Linked DNA regions of Triticum aestivum: region 1 is linked to region 2. Evidence: chromatin contacts called from public Hi-C data. All regions are on one chromosome and are shown on one strand. Each heading gives the region's core, a stretch centred on a gene start, on an enhancer-like site or on the middle of the called end of the contact. The rest is flanking DNA. Distances are from core to core; before and after follow the strand shown.

The links. A called contact is a pair of places that touch in the nucleus more often than the background predicts.
Region 1: a Hi-C map of leaf shows a contact between it and region 2, with 2.3 times the contacts expected there. The contact joins the promoter of LOC100270662 here to the promoter of LOC123124618 in region 2. A contact is called at or near these places in 3 of 5 Hi-C or Micro-C datasets (leaf and an unstated tissue).

The regions. Positions count from the first base shown.
Region 1 is chr5D:248,206,933-248,209,632 of IWGSC CS RefSeq v2.1, reverse strand. LOC100270662 (ferritin-1, chloroplastic) reads right to left here and starts at 1,392. Exons shown (of 8, transcript XM_044540503.1): 1 at 994-1,392; 2 at 704-787; 3 at 550-610; 4 at 362-449. The coding sequence starts at 1,292.
Region 2 is chr5D:248,029,854-248,032,553 of IWGSC CS RefSeq v2.1, reverse strand. LOC123124618 (LOB domain-containing protein 12) reads left to right here and starts at 1,397. Exons shown (of 1, transcript XM_044545205.1): 1 at 1,397-2,495. The coding sequence starts at 1,846. The coding sequence ends at 2,379.

The DNA of each region.
Region 1 (2,700 bases), core at 143-2,642, 180 kb before region 2:
AGCGAGAACAGCACGCAGCTGATACCCATCTGGACATACCCATCTGAACAATATTGAGAGATCTGACCTCTCCTCAACAAGGCCATTAATTTATCCTCCCCTAAAAAAATGATGCAAATCCTAACTCATACAACCAGATTCACCCTAAGGTTTACTTAACTTTTGCAACAACATCGAGTTTTTGTATGTGTTCCTGATCTGGCAACGCATCCGAACCACTCCAGACAACTCAAGTTTCAAATGAACAACCAGACACTCGTTATCACACAATAAGCACATCACATGCATTCCCCATGTAATGTAACGCACTGTAATAAAATGCAAAGATGTCCAGAATAACTGTATAAGGAAGGCAACTTACCATACAGGGCATCGCCTTTCTCAGGATGGTCGAACTCTGTTAAGGGTGTGACGATTGACTGGAGCCTCACCCTCCCTCCACGTTTGTTCTGGTCGACACAAGAATACACGAAGCATGAATATATGCAGCACGGGGCAACGATCTGGACCAATCAAAGCTAGCAATTAGAGAGGTAGAGAAATCGATACCTGGTACTCCATGAGCTTCTCGGCGTGTCCTCTCTCCTCATCGCTTGACTCCTTGAAGAACCTGCAAGAACAACGGCGCATCAGAACACTGTACTGGTAGATTTTTAACGAATCCACCGGGCCAGATTTGGTGGTGTGGTGAGTGGGGACTTACTTGGCAAATCCCTTGAGAGCAACGTTGTCGCGGTCGAAGTATGCAAAGAGGGAGTGATACGCGTACGAGGCATTGTACTCCACACTGCAATGGCAGTTTTAAAGATTAAATCGACAGTCCCATCCATTTCGTATTGAAATCATAGCGGAAACAGAGTCTCTTTTGTGGCAGTTTAAAACGGTTTCACGATCCGTACACAGAAATAGTGCTTCTGCATGATTCGTCAGAGAAACACGCACCGGAGAAGAAGAAGAATTCATTTTATTTCTACCAAGCGGAGCAACACTCACTTGATCTGCTCGTTGAGGGCGGCCTCGCACTCGTCGACGAACTTGTGCCTGGCGAGCGACTGGTCCTTGCCCTGCGGCACGAGCGAGAGCTCCCCCTTGAGCTCCTCGAACGGCTGGAACATCACACCGCTGAGCACCTCCTTCCCCTTCGCCGCGGCCCTGCAGCAGACCGCCGACCCTGCCGCAGACGGCAGGGCCCCCGGCAACCTCACCGAACCGGCGGTGAGCCCCGCCCCGGAGAGCTGGCCAACCGCTGCGGCGGCGGCGGTGGCCGGAGACGGCGCAACCCTAGGCAACATCTCGAACCCGAACGGCGGCGGCGCGCTTGCTATTCCGGAAATTGTGGGAGCGGGATTTGGTTTGTGCGGTGGAAGGTGGGAGAGGTGAAGGTGGGAGAGGTGGAGGTGGGGATAGATATAGGCGCGTGGTGCCCGCGGATCCGCGGCACGTGGACGGCGGAGATGGGCTGGGAGGGGCGGGGGCGCGTGGGGTGCGCGTGGCGGGCGAACGCACGGGCGGGGATATTTTGGGCTGTGTGGTGGTGGTGGAGCCCGGTGGCAGCGGAGGTGGAGCGAGTTCTGCCGGTCGTGTAGGGAGGAGAACGAGCATCTGGTTTCGTCTTCTCTTTTGTGCAACATGTATTATTGGGATTTATTTCATGTTTTTGGACGTGCATTTACATTTCTTTATGGACAAGATTATCTGCTATGATTCTTATATAGGTGGAAGTAATGTATTTAACTTCATCTTTTGCTACTTTCGGCACAAGCTATATGCTAAGTCATTAGTGTACAGTCGCAAAAAGAGAGAGTCATTGGCGTATGTTTACGGATCCGGCTTGCCTGCTCCCTCCCCATGCTCCCATCCGTGCTTCCACCTCATCCTACGGCTGTCTTTTTTCTCTTTTCCCTTCTAATCTAATCACCCCCCCTGATTTTAAGGAGATGGGGCCGGGCCTTATTTTGTTCCAATCAAATCAAGTCACGTACGCGGGAGCACGGATGGGAGCATGGAAAAGGAGCAGTCAAGTCTCGTCCTATGTTTACAAGCCATAAGGGTGGTCACAATGGAAGGTTATCATAGTGGGGAATAACTTTAGGTCAAATAAAGATTAAAACACATGCAAGTATTAAAAAAAGATTTCTATTGCCCGGCTCGTGGCACTTGACTTGATCTGTGTGCTGATACGGATCAGGTGACATGCCCACAACCAGTCACGTTCTAACTTGCGGGCACCCATCCGTTTGATTCGAAATGGACAAATCAGACCAAGAACTTTAACAAGAAGTCATTGTTCATGATGTGATGTAGACCAGGTACTGTAGAAGTGCACTGTAACTATCTCACCGTTTATGTCGATCTGTATGTCGATCCTTGATTGGACGGTCTGGGATGAGGGCAAGTCACCATACTGCTCACCGGTGACTCGCTCAAGCAAGTCGCCGGATCTCAGCCCTTTGCGTGCATAGGATTGCAAAAAAGAAGTTTGAGTGGATTGTAATTATTTCATTGTTATTCCTTTGAAAATCAAACCAAAAGAAAAAATCTTCATTTCTCACGTGTCATTTTTCCGCACCAAATGGGTAGATAGTGGTTCTCAACGTATGACCAAATTGTTTTCCTTTGCTCTTGCTAAGCGGTGGCGGCGGCAGATCTAGTACCTTCCAGCTTAGCCGGCCAACCTGATTGTTCTTTCCTCTGTCGGTT
Region 2 (2,700 bases), core at 148-2,647:
TGGACTGGCCATGCGTGGGTGGCTCTGTTAGTCCAGTGAGTTTACCAAACCATGTGATGGATCCGTTTGGACTTTGAAATTAAGCAGGAACTCTGAAGACTTATTTGCAATGGTTTCTTGGGGCTAGCTCTTAGTGGTGAAACATTGTCGGCAGGTTAGTTATTTAGGGTGAAACTGAAACATGCATGCCTGAACTTTCTAGAGTTTTGATAGCAACGTGCATGTGCATGCACGCATCGCAACAACTTTAGAAATCCTGCCTCCTTCCTGGGTCAGGACTCGGTACTTTGTAGTGTTCCTTTTCCCATGCACTGAGAAAGGAGGACGTTGCTGTACACGAGAACACAGAGAAACAATATGCCCTTTTTCTCTCTCGGCAGATGAAAATCGATGCATGAGAAGCAAGACTTTTGTACATGTTGATATAGTATGATACTGGTATAGTATACTATGCTTCTTGTTTCTCTTCTTTGAGGCAGCAATAATCCTTCTAGGCAAACTATGCATCTTGTAGTGTAGCTCCAGCATGAATTTGTCCTGTCATCCACACTGGAAACACAACCGGGTTAGCTAGAGGTATAGGGTGTGGTTGCACAGTCTGCATCACAAGTTGGTACGAGGCCTTAATGCGTTGGACATGGCCGCATGGGTGCACGTACGTACCTGATGACTAGCATCAGACATTGCGGATACTTGTCTCTAGCTAGCAATGCTATTATTGACATGTATATTATAGAAATGCTTCCATACGATGATGTAGCAGTACCGTTCTAGTGCAGGACAAATCCACAATCTCTCCTTGTCCGCATGATGATGATGTAGCAGCACCGTTCTAGGGCCGGGCGTACATACGTGTCAGGTTTTCTCCTGGTCTTGGCTTGATTTATTTAGTATATATGCGTATGGGATAAACAAATACTGGTATCTGTTGTTTTCTCACTATATTTGATTAGCGGTGCTAGTACTGTAGTTGCTTAGCATTGAAGATTGAATTGAAGCTAGTAGTAGTACATTCACCAATTTGTAGAGAAGAGTGAAACAGACATCCTCACGTCGAGCCCCGCCATTTCCCTTGCCGACTTACAATTATTCACCTCTAGGCTAGCTCTAGCTAGTAACACTTCTTCCTCTCTAATTAATGCATGTTGCTGCTAAGTCTTCGATCTTCACCTCATTTATGCGGGGAAGCTAGGGTTAATTAAACAAGTACATGTTAACAGCGTGCGTCAGACGGATCAGACCAGCAATGCTAATTTATCTCTGAGTGTGTGTTTCATCTAATGGAAGGTCAACTCTGAACGTGCATGCATGCAGTGTCAAATATTGATCCAGGCTCTGCAGCCAGCTAAGTGTGGCGGTGCCGCGTGAAGTGAATGGTAAGCAGAATTGCCAGATCATAACGGCCATTGGAGGATGCAATGCATAGACTAATAATCAACCTTTGCTGCTAAATACAGACAAACAAGGCAGGAGGCCTTTACACACACTGCATCCAGCACCAGTAGGTACATGGCTCTACACCTATTCTATGCTAGATGAATGTGATCCAGCAAGCAACATGACAGGGCTCATTAATTAGCACAAAACCATCACTAAACTAGTTTATCATGCTTGTTTGTTTGTTTGTCCTGATTAACGAGGGTGTGCATGGAATTAGCAGCCAACCTCCCTCATTGACACCTAGCTTAGCCTCCATCTTCCTTCCTGGCTGGCTGCTTCCTCTATAAAAAGGCCAAGCTCTGCACCCATCACCCTCCCCCTTTGCAACCATCTCCATACATTGCTCTATCTTCTCTTCTCTTCTCTTCTCTTCTCTAAGCCCGTAGCAAAGAGGAAAGCACTGCCATGGCCGGGGCTCAGACGGGGAGCAGCGCCACACCGTGCGCGTCATGTAAGCTCCTGCGGCGACGGTGCACCAGGGACTGCGTGTTCGCGCCTTACTTCCCGCCGGAGGACCCGCACCGGTTCGCCACCGTGCACAGGGTCTTCGGCGCCAGCAACGTGAGCAAGATGCTGCAGGAGCTCCCTGCGGCGCAGCGGGCTGATGCTGTGAGCAGCCTGGTGTACGAGGCCACCGCGCGGATGCGGGACCCCGTTTACGGATGTGCCGGAGCCATCTCCTACCTCCAGCAGCAGGTCTCCCAGCTCCAGGTGCAGCTCGCCGTCGCGCAGGCCGAGATCCTCCAGCGCATCAACCACCCTTCCCCGGCCACTGCATTTCATCTGCAGGAGCTCCAGCAGCGCCAGGCGCAGCAGCAGCAGCAAATGCAGATGGATGATGATGACAAGGCGTATAGCAGCCTCGTCATGCAGAATGATCTGATGAGCACGCTGCTGCTACAGGAGGCGTGCCTTAAGAAAGAGTCCCTATGGACATGATCATTATGTGCCATAACTGTCTAGTGTTTTTCTACTTTGATGATTCATAAACAGTGTCTCTGCTTCTGTAATTTTCTGAAAATTGGGAAATTGAGAAGAAAGTTGATTGCTTGGGACACATGTTGTTTTGGATAATGCCTCCGCATCGCACACACCCAGTTGGGACACATATTCATGCATTGCATAGTACCTCCATTTCTATTCATGGGTAACCTAGACAAAAACTGGTTGAGGTTTTCTGAACCACAAAGTTCAGTTAGTTCAGGCTTATCTCCACAAGACATGTTTGAGGAGTGCCTTTGTCCTTGCAGTTGCAGATAT